Linked DNA regions of Macaca mulatta: region 2 is linked to region 1. The links are chromatin contacts, called in public Hi-C maps. All regions are on one chromosome and are shown on one strand. The core of a region is the stretch at or near the end of the contact, and the rest is flanking DNA. Distances in the headings are between cores, read along the strand shown.

The links. Hi-C and Micro-C count contacts between places; a contact is called where the count stands out from the background.
Region 2: a contact with region 1 is called in a Hi-C map of CD4 T cells, with 2.1 times the contacts expected there. The contact joins the promoter of LOC106994818 here to the promoter of VRK3 in region 1. A contact is called at or near these places in 2 of 14 Hi-C or Micro-C datasets (CD4 T cells and cortical neurons).

The regions. Positions count from the first base shown.
Region 1 is chr19:62,483,714-62,489,306 of T2T-MMU8v2.0, reverse strand. It overlaps VRK3 (VRK serine/threonine kinase 3), which reads left to right and starts at 3,006. Exons shown (of 13, transcript XR_013410074.1): 1 at 3,006-3,068. It overlaps ZNF473 (zinc finger protein 473), which reads right to left and starts at 2,409. Exons shown (of 5, transcript NM_001260571.1): 1 at 2,281-2,409. It overlaps LOC144337265 (a long non-coding RNA gene), which reads right to left and starts at 5,471. Exons shown (of 2, transcript XR_013410119.1): 1 at 5,063-5,471; 2 at 2,522-4,277.
Region 2 is chr19:62,533,600-62,539,192 of T2T-MMU8v2.0, reverse strand. LOC106994818 reads left to right here and starts at 2,051. Exons shown (of 7, transcript XM_077979921.1): 1 at 2,051-2,057; 2 at 2,309-2,475. The coding sequence starts at 2,051. It overlaps IZUMO2 (IZUMO family member 2), which reads left to right. Exons shown (of 7, transcript NM_001194696.1): 7 at 1,212-1,310. The coding sequence ends at 1,254.

The sequences.
Region 1 (5,593 bases), core at 1,757-4,256:
GGCCACTGCACTCCAGCCTGGGCCACAGAGCCATACTCTGTCTCAAAAAAAAAAAAAAAAAAGCTCTCCGACCAGTGCTAGGCAAGTGGGGGATGCTTATAATCCCAGCACCTTGGGAGGCTGAAGTGGGTTCGAGACCAGCCTGGGCAACATAACAAGACCTTGTTTCTACAAAAAAATTTAAAAATAAGCAAGTTGTGGTACCACATGCCTGTAGTCCCAGCTACTTGGAAGGCTGAGGTAGGAGGATCACAAGGCTGCAGTGAGCTATGATTGTGCCACTGTACTCCAGCCTGGGTGACAGAGAAAGATCCCGCCTCCAAAAAAATAAATAAATAAATTTAAGTTTAAAAAGAGGCTGGGTGCAGTGGCTCATGCCTGTAATCCCAGCACTTTGGGAGGCCGAGGTGGGCAGATCACCTGAACTGGAGTCTGAGACCAGCCTGGTCAACATGGTGAAACCTCCGTCTCTACCAAAAATACTAAAATTAGCCGTGGTGGTGCATGGCTGTAATTCCAGTTACTTGGGAGGCTGAGGCAGGAGAATCGCTTCAACCCGAGAGGTGGAGGTTCCAGTGAGACCGCACTCCAGCCTGGGTGACAGAGCAAGACTCTGTCTCCAAAACAAACAAACAAAGAACAACAACAACAAAAAACAAACACAACTCTCCCTTTATATGAGGCAAGTGCTCTCCAAGGCCCCGCAGCCTCACTTGGACCAATTCTCTTCTTTCCTGTATGTTATCTGCCTGGCCCTCACAGACAGCTGAGCTTGAGACCCCTGTGTGCAGTTACCAAATCACATTCTGTCCACATCTCATATACTCTTAGCCCTGGGAGGAAAGAAATGAGGGCCCAGAGGTGGAGCCCAAGGTCATCCAGCCCAGAGTGACTTAAGCCAAACAATTATCGGGCTGAAAACCTTGGGCCTGAGAGTCTTGCACCTCCTTCCAGATCATTTACCTTCTCTAAGCCTCAGTTTCCACATGTACCAAATGGAACAAATACAACAGATCCACGGTCCTTTAAATGCCCCAAAGAACGGAACTTGATTTATAAACTGACCGCAAAACTTCACCTGGATCGCCACAGGCCATGTAGGGTCTTAATATTCTGCTAAGTGTGAATATCCACACCTTGACCCATAGAAACATTTTATGACCAAGAACTGGCCCAGATTCCTCGGGGTGGGGGGGGTGCTGACTAATTATAAAATACACACCCTATTAGCTTTCTAAAATTTGAAAAATTCTGATTCCCAAGATTGCCTTGTTGCCAAGGGGACCTGCACTTATGTGTCAGTGCTGCTGCAGGGATCAGGAGAGGAAAGGGACTCCAGCAGGGCGCCTGGCACACAGAAAGTGCTCAAATACTGAAAATGTTAAGTACTTCAACTTCCCCAAGAACTCTCATCCATCCTCCAGCAAGATTCTGCCTAAATCCGCCAACTTCAGGTAACTCATTCTGCCAACTTCAGGTAACTCATTTCCCTCCTTCCCCAACCAAAACCAAAATAAAACAGAATCACTCCTCTCAGGGCCGTCAGGGAGGGCTGGAAACCCCTTTAGCGGTTTTCTTTTTTCTTTTTGAGACAGGGTCTTGCTCTGTCGCCCAGGCTGGAGTGCAGTGGTGCCATCTCGGCTCACTGCAACCTCTGCCTCCCGGGTTCAAACAATCCTCCCACCTCGGTCTCCCAATTAGCTACGACTACAGGCGCGCGCCACCAAGCCCGGCTAATTTTTGTATTTTTTTCTTTTTTTGTAGAGACAGGGTTTCACCATGTGGCCCAGGCTAGCCTCGAAATCCTGGGCTCAAGCGATCCGCCCGCCTTGGCCTCCCAAGGTGCTTTTCTTCCTTTCTTTTTTTTTAAGACGTAGTCTCGCTCTGTCACCCAGGCGCGATCTCGGCTCACTGCAACCTCCGCCTCCCGGGTTCAAGCGATTCTCCTGCCTCAGCCTCCCGAGTGGCTGGGATTACAGGCGCCCGCCACCATGCTCAGCTAATTTTTGTATTTTTAGTAGAGACAGGGGGCTCGAGGAACTCCTGGCCGCAAGTGATCCCCCGCCAAGGCTTCCCAAAGTGCTGGGATTACAGGAGTGATCCACTGTGCCCGGCCCTTGAGCGGTTTTCCTAACAGACTGTGAAAGACGGTTCACACCTCCACCCAGGCAACCGCCGCCCAAGACGACGCACCCTTTGCCGCAGTCGCCCCCACTTCCATTCCGTCACCTCTCAGGAAGGACCGAGCCCCCAAGTCCCTCAACCCCAGCGTGTCCGTACCTCGGGATTGTAATCGGCCGCGTCAACAGACGCAACCCCAGCCTCGAGGGAGCGGGAGATCGGGAGATTCAACTCCTCGCACACGCGCCTCTTCGCAGTAACTTTCTGCGCGCGAGAAGCTTCTCTGAGCGGCTGCACCCAGGATCCTCCGCGCCAGCGCCAAGACTCTATTTCCCAGAGGGCTGTGCGGGCGACTTCGTTCGCCTTCCCATATCCTCTCGCTTCTTCAGCCTTAGCACTCTGGGAGTAGAGTAGAAACAGAATCAGGACCAGGCGGCATCAGGGTTTGTAGTCCAGATTTTTATCTTGTTAAATAATCATCTAATTAGCTTCTTGCCTTTACTAGATGACTGGGAGTCTTCCCCTCTTCCGAAGAGCAAGCGGTAGGTTGCCATGGAAACGCGTTGAGACGGGATTTCTGAGAAAACGCGCGGAAATAAGGGGCGAAGTTGAGGCGGGAGAAGTGGTAATGTGACCTCTGACTGGTGGAGAGATGCCTTACGGTGTATTCCGATTGGTTTCACACTGACACATGCGCAGTAGAACCAGAAGGCCTTTCAAAGAGGCTAGAACGGTGGGGAGGGGGATGAGCAATGACGGAATAATCCCCATTCCGTCTGGAATCAGAGGGCGGGCCTGCCGCGGAGGCCTCTGGGAAACGGAGTTCCCAGGTAGGCGAAGCCCAGGGGCCGTCGGGAAGTCCGCGGCGCGTGCGCGGACGCCACAGGCTCAGGATGCGCGCGCAGCGCTCTCCGCCCAGCGGAAGTTTTCGCGGGGCAACCGAGAAGGTGAGTCCCGGTAACTGCGGAGGATCCGAAGGGTCAGGCTGCAGAACCCTAGAATCCCAACCCCGTCCGTAAGTAAAGAGGTGAGGGGAACCGAGGCGGAGTGGCCGTACGTCCCCCGACCCCCTAGCCGCAGCTCGGCTGGGGTGTCCGTGACGTCAGCACGACCCTTTGTGGGAGGTGGGGGCCCCTGCGGTTGGGGTTCGGAATGAGAGCGGCTCCGGGTCGCGGGATTCACTGGCTTTCTCTTGAGCTTCCGAAGCCACCTTTGGCTCCTCCGCTGTCAAACTTGGCATCTAAGTCATCCCATGGTTTCTATGGAGGATGGGGTCGAAGGGAGTCTCTGTCGCCTAGGCAACCGCCCACCTGCGTTGGGGTGGGGTCTGACCTTTAGCCTTTTTGCTGTTGTCTCCTGAAGTTTCTAGGAGGAACACTATACAGTAGTTGACACATAGCAGCTGTTCACTAAACATTTGTTGAGTAAGTCAAATAAATTAAGATAAAGACTGGCCTGAGGGTTGGAGTCTTGGGCTTTCAAGTCCTGACCTGGCCATTGCATAGGTGACTTCAGCACATCAACTTTTACTGAGTGTTTACTATATGGAAGGCTCCGTGCAACCGATATTACCCTACTATAACCGGGGCTTGAACGGTGCTAGTCTAATAGGCACTGCTCAAGCCCACGTTATTATAGCAGTGTCTAAAACAAAAATCCTGCCCAGCTAATTCACTTTTTCAGGGTGGTTGGGGATGCCAGACACTAAAAAAGAAATGTTAAAGAGTATTTACAGGTCTGCAATCCTTTATCTATGACTTTAAAATCCAAAACGTTGTAAAAACTGAAAGATCTTTTTCTCTGTTTTGCAACTTACCTGGTAGCCCAACCTCACCTGGCTTTGAACTTGTTTGCTGGCAATACCCACTCTGAACTGATGTGTGACTATTTAGAATTTTTAAAGATTTTGTTGTGCAAATCATATACTTGCTTATGTAGAGTTGCCCCTGGATCTCGCCGGTGTTGTAATATGTAATAGGTTCTAAAATCCAAAAAATTTGACTGGGCATGGTGGCTCCCGCCTGTAATTGCAGCACTTTAGGAGACAGAGGCGGGCGGATCACCTGGGGTCAGGAGTTCGAGACCAGCCTGGCCAACATGGTGAAACCCCGTCTCTACTAAAACTAAAAAAATTAGCCGGGCATGGTGGCATGCACCTGTAATCCCAGCTACTCAGGAGGTTGAGGCAGGGAGAATCGCTTGAACCCAGGAAGCAGAGGTTGCAAGTGAGCTGAGATCGTGCCACTGCACTCCAACCTCGGTGACATAGCAAAACTCTGTCCCAAAGGGAAAAAATAACATATATTTTTTGCCCACCATCATGTAATACATGGCAGAAGCAAGATCCAAACCCAGGCAGATAATGTCCCAAGTTTATCCTCTTAACCCCTACAGAGATCTGTTTCTAAGTGGCAGGTCTTTTTTAAGGACCATCCAGCTAGATAATTCTGGCCCTGAGCTTTGAGTCTCTGGCTAGATGTCTAGACTTGCCTGAAAGATGAATGTGTGTGACACAGCTGGGGACCCCCCTGCCTTCTTGGCACGTTTTCTTATGCAAAGGAGACAATAATTTATTCACTCAGCAAACGTAGACCCAGCATTTGCTCTGTGCCAGGCCTGTGTGAGGCTCTGGGCATACTGTGGCAAACCAGACAGGGAAAAGTCCCTGCCATTATGAAGCTTACATTCTAGTAACTCAGAGTATGTCAGGTGGTGACAACCACTGTGAAGAAAAATAAAGCAAGGTAAGGAGGATAAAACACGCTATTAGTAAAATGGTGTCCAGGGCCAGGCACGGTCGCTTGAGCCTGTAATCCCAGGACTTTGGGAGGCCGAGGTGGGGGGATCACCTGAGGTCAGGAGTTCAAGGCCAGCCTGGCCAACATGGTGAAACCCCATCTCTACTAAAAATACAAAATTAGCCAGGCGTGGTGGCACACACCTGTAATCCCAGCTACATGGGAGGCTGAGGCAGGAGAATCACTTGAACCCAGGAGGCAGAGGTTGCAGTAAGGCAGGATTGCACCATTGCACTCCAGCCTGGGCCAAAAGAGCGAACCTCCATCTCAAAAAAAAGAAAAGAAAAAACACAGTAAAATTGTGTCCAAGAAGATCTCTGAGAAGGTGACATTTGAACAGAGAGCTAAAGAAGGTGATGAGGAAGTGACGTGTGTGCACTCTTGGGGGAACAGTGTTCCAGGCAGATGGGAGAGCAGGTACAAAGGTCTTGGGGAAGAAACGTTCTTGTCACAATTGGGGAAAAGCCAGTGTGGCTGACTCAGCATGAGCAAGGCGAGATGGTGGGAGAGGTCAGAGAGGGAACAGGGAAGTGGCAGACCATACAGGGGCTCCTGGGCCATGGTAGGAATTTTGGTGTTGATTCTGTCTAAAATGAAATCCACCATATGGTTTTGAGTAGAGGAGGGACAGGGACTGACTTACATTTTTTTTTAATGTATTTGTTTGTTTATGA
Region 2 (5,593 bases), core at 802-3,301, 51 kb before region 1:
GCTGGGGGGTGTGATGAGCAGTGAATCAGTGAATGCTCTTTTTTTCTTAATTTTTTCTTTTTTTTTTTCTTGAAACAGAGTTTTGCTTTGTGGCCCAGGCTACAGGGCAGTGGCGTGATTTTGCAACCTTGGCTCACTGCAACCTCCGCCTCCCAGGTTCAAGCGATTCTCCTGCCTCAGCCTCCCGAGTAACTGGGACTACAGGTGCCCTCTACCACCCCAGCTAATTTTTGTATTTTCAGTAGAGACGGGGTTTCGCTATGTTGGCCAGGCTGGTCTCAAACTCCTGTCCTCAGGTGATCCATCTGCTTCGTCCTCCCAGAGTGCTGGGATTACTCATGAGCCACCATGCCTGGCCAGTGAACGCTCTTAATAACACTTAGCGCATGGGGAGTGCTCCCTGCAGGCCAGCTCTCACTGTGTACTTGCTCAGCCTCTCTTCCAACTCTCTCTCCTCATTTCTCTGTCTCCCTGTGTATTCATTTCTTATTGCTGCTGTAACATCACCACAAACTGGGTGACTTAAAGCAAAAGAAATGTATTCTCTGGGTTCTGAAAGCAGAAGTCTGAAATCAAGGGGTTGGCAAAGTTGGTTCCTTCCGGAGCCTCTGAGAGTGAATCCACCCCATGCCTGTGTCCTAGCTGCTGGTGGCTGCTGGCATTCCTTGGCTCCCTTCTAATCCCTGCCTCTGTCTTCACATGGCTTTGTTTCCTGTGTGTCCGTCTCAAATCTCCCTCTCCTTTCTCTTCTAAGGACACCTGTCTTTAGATGTAAGGCCCATCCTAAATCTCATGTCACCTTAACTTAATTACATCTGCAAAGACTGTGTTTCCAATTGAGGTCACATTCCCAGATACTAGGAGTTGGGACTTGGATATATCTTTGGGGTGGGTGACACAGTGTAGCCCACTATACCTGCTTCCACTATACCCTGTCTCTACCTTATCTCTCTCCATTTCTGCCTGTGTCTCCTCTTGTCTTTTTAGACTCTTTCTGTTCCCACATTTTACCATCACCCCTGGTCCCAACTTTTCTCTCCTCTCTCCTCACCAACTCCGATTGGCAGAGAACCCTGAAAATCTGCCCAGATACCCATGACATCACTGGATGAGCCAAATCAAGCCAAAGATTGGAGGGAAGTTATGGGTCCTTTGATCTGGAGGAGCCTGAAATTCTCATTCTAATCTACAGGCTTTTTCTCTCTGACCAGGGCTTGTACATACAGACAAAACCGAAAACTCCTGCTGCAGTAGGACGGTGGTTTGGGGATAAGGAGAAAGGAAAATTAATAAAATTGGTGACAAATCCATCAATGTCTCTGTCCGTTTCCTGGGGACCCTCCCCCTAGTTGGCGTCCAGCTGTGTTTCTCTACCTGACTGGATGCTCCTCAAAAGCTGGGACCAGATCCCACTCATCTGTAGACACCCATTATCCTAATACAAGGTAGAAGTGACTTGGACCTTCAAAAAGGATGGACAGCATATTGTAAGGGTTTGAAGGGACAACCATTTCTCCTCTGGGAAGGAAATGCATCTGAAAGGACATGACTCAGTGTAACCCTCGAGGATGGTTAAACAGGAAGAGCGGTGGTCAATGTGGAAGGCGCAGGTTTTCTTCTCTATCTGAACTGCAATTATTCACCCTCTGTGCACCTGAATACTAGATTCGGATACTTTTTTTTTTTTTTTTTGGAGATGGAGTCCTGCTCTGTCGCCCAGGTTGGAGTGCAGTGGCATGATCTCGGCTCACTGCAACCTCTGCCTCCCGGTTTCAAGCTATTCTCCTGCCTCAGCCTCCGGAATAGCTGGAATTACAGGCATGTGCCACCATGCCCAGCTAATTTTTGTATTTTTAGTAGAGACGGGGTTTCACCATGTTGGCCGGGCTGGTCTCGAACTCCAGACCTCAAGTTATCCGCCCTCCTCGGCCTCTCAAAATGCTGGGATTACAGGCGCGAGCTACCGCGCCCGGCCGAGCGCGACTTCTGATTGGTCGAAACCTTGACTTCTCTGTTCCAGCCATCCGTTGCCAAGATACCATTTTAGCACATGCGCAGTACGTGCGCCTTGAATGAGCAGGTTTGAAGAGGTAGAGCACTGGCGTCAACCTCTGAAATTGATCTGGCTGCAACCGGAAGGACTCTGGGAATGGTAGTTTACGGACTCAGCCTGCGCAGGCGCACTGTCCTACGCGGCATTGGCTATTACTCCCCGTTGAAAGTCCGCGGGAACTAGGCCCTAATGTCTGGGCCTCGCTATATCCGAGAACTGCACCCTCCTCTTTTTCTCGACTCCGCGCCTCCGCAGGGAGCCGGCTCCAGTCTCCTGCTGACGTGGCCGGGCGACGGAACGCTGGTTGCCATGACGACTCTCTTCCTGGTGCGCGCTACGTCACCGTCGCCTGTGCGCTGGCCGGGGACGTGGCTACCGCAGATGCGTCAGAGGTTCTTGACTTCACGCGCACCTGTGAACTGGTAGCCGGACTGCAGCACCTGGGAAAAACTCAAGTTTGAGGGTCGCAAACTAGTGGTCCCAAAATACTTTTTGCTTGGCCAGTGGTGAGCAGTGTTACGGGTTTGTTTTAACGTCTTCATGCTGCAGGTCCAGACATTTCCTCAAATTCCTGGAAATTTCCTGGGAGAAGTGCGGAATAAACAGATAATTAAGACTTACATAAATTATAGTGTGATGAGACTGGAGCGAGAGAGACGGACAGTTACAAAGAATTACAACACGGCGGTTAGCACATAGCCCTATAGGATCTAAGATACTGGAATGTTCCTGTGCGAACCCAGGAGAGCGAGTTGCCAGCTCCGGCTGAGCTCGGTGGAAATCAGAGAAAGTTTACTGCAGGAGAGGCTGTAAGAACTTGTTCTTGTAAGAAAAGTAGGTGTTTTCCGAAAGCAGTCGTGGGAAAAGGTGGAAGGAAGAGCAAATAGTCACAGTTGGGGCCGCGCGCGGTGGCTCACGCCTGTAATCCCAGCACTTTGGGAGGCTGAGGTGGGCAGATCACCAGGTCAAGAGATCAAGACCATCCTGGCCAACACGGTGAAACCCCGTCTCTAGTAAAAATACAAAAGTTAGCAGGGCGTGTTGGTGAAACCCCGTCTCTGGTAAAAATACAAAAGTTATCAGGGCGTGGTGGCGCGCGTCTATGGAGGCTGAGGCAGGAAAATCGCTTGAACCCTGGAGGCGGAGGTTTCAGTGAGCCGAGATCGTGCCACTGCACTCCGGCTTGGCGATAGAGTGAGACTCCGTCTTGAGCCACCGTGCCTAGCCTAACGCGTTTTTAATAATAGCAAACACTTACATGGTGTTTTCTATCTGTCACATACTGTTCTAATGGCTTTACTTCTATCTACCTATTCAAATCTCATAACCTGATTAAGAGGGTACTTATTATTGCCCCATGTACAATGAGGAAACTGAGGCACAGAGCAGTTAATGACTTGCAAAGTTCTGATAATAACTTGTATTTAATATCAAATTTCAGCTTCATCAAAGCCTTTGGAGACAGTTGTATCCGCCAGGATAAGTAGTTGTGCTTCAGTAACACCCCCACAACCTCCTTCATGGCTTATAGTGATGAAGGCTTACTCCTTGTTCATGTGTGTTCCATATAAGGACTATTTATGCAAAATAATCCCCAAATGTGGAAGGATCCAATAAACCAAAAAAGAGGGAGACAAACCCAGTTCGTTGGTAAGGGGTGATTTATTTGGGGAACTTACAAAGGGAAGCATGGGGTCTTGGGTGGCAGCAGGACAGATCTATCTCCACACAGTTACTCCCTAATCCCAAGGCTTATCTCACATACGGAAGGGGAATACTTGCTTTAGCAAGACAAGGGTTAAGACAACCCTCCAGAACAGGCAAGAATGCTGTTTGTGAGGCCGGGCGCGGTGGCTCAAGCCTGTAATCCCAGCACTTTGGGAGGCCGAGACGGGCGGATCACGAGGTCAGGAGATCGAGACCATCCTGGCTAACACGGTGAAACCCCATCTCTACTAAAATACAAGAAAAGTAGCCGGGCGAGGTGGCGGGCGCCTGTAGTCCCAGCTACTTGGGAGGCTGAGGCAGGAGAATGGCGTGAACCCGGCGGGGCGGAGCTTGCAGTGAGCCGAGATCGCGCCACTGCACTCCAGCCTGGGGCACAGAGCAAGACTCCGTCTCAGAAAAAAAAAAAAAAAAAAGGAATGCTGTTTGTGTCATAGCCTATAATTAGTGTGAAAACATCAGGGTTGACATGTTCTTACACTAGAGACAGTAAGTAAAGTAGAAATAAGAAGGCATTCCCAGGACTAGGATTAATCAGAAGTCAACAAGGCAGATTACCATCCAAGATGGAGTCACCTTTGTCTCCACAATATGACATGCCTATTATAGATTAGCTGAGGCTCTGCTCCATGCCACCCTGACTCTAGAGCCTCAGCTGACAGTACAACCTGTGCTTGGAGCATTTGGTTATCAGGATGCAAGGAAAAAGGAGCAAACTTGGCAGCAGTAAAATGAAGTGGTTGCAAATATGGGCTGGACCTGGATTCAAATCCTGCCTCCATCCTCAACTAGCTCTGGGAGTTTGGGGGGATGACATAAATCCTCTATCTCAGTGTCCTTGTCTGTAAAATAGGGAGAGCAACGCCTTCTTCATAGGGTGGTGGTGCCAGCTCAGTCAACTAGTAAAGCTCACAACGTGTTGTCAATAAGTAACACCTATTATTATTTCATTCTGGCAATGGGCCACCTAGCTTTTGCTCATGAGCACATATATGGTTTACTTTTTTTTTTTTTTTTTTTTTTTTTTTGAGACAGGGTCTTGGTCTCTTGCCCAGGCTGGCACCATCACAGCTCACTGCAGCATTGCCATCCTGTGTTCAATTGATCCTCCTACCTCAGCCTCCTGAGTAGCTGGGTCTACACATGCTCACCACTGTGCTTAGCTAGCTTTTCTATATTCTGTAGAGTTGGGGGTATCACTATGTTGCCCAGGCTGGTCTCAAACTTCTGAGTGCAAGTGATTCTCCCTCTTTAGCTTCCCTCTTTGAAATCCCAAAGTGCTGGGATTTCAGGTGTGAACCACTGCACCCAGCCTGGCAATTCTTTTAGTGTTTTATGATAAAGCCTGATATGAGGTTTTGATTATATGGACATAAACACAAGAAGAGGCCAGTAATTCTTTAACATTGTCACTATTGTTGTTCAGTATAAATATATGCTCAATTTATTCAGCTTATCTAGAAATGACTGGTTACAGAATTTTTTTTTGTAAGCTTTCTCAGCATCTAGGGTTACTGAATGTTACCAAAGGTTTTTTTAGTATCTATAGACATGGTTGCATATTGATATATTCGGAAAGGTCAAAAGATAAATTGTGTAATGTCCTAATATCAAACCATCCTTGCACTCCTGAACACACATCTCCAAGCTCCCAGGATAGGCTCCATTGCCTTTACCACACTGCCCTTTAAGAAGTGATGGGTGAAACTGAGCAAACAGGAAGGCAGATGCCCAGGGAAATTGAATAACAGTGGTTCAATTCATTCACCATCAGTTTACATGGCGCCAACTTCTATCCTGAATACTTCAGCCATG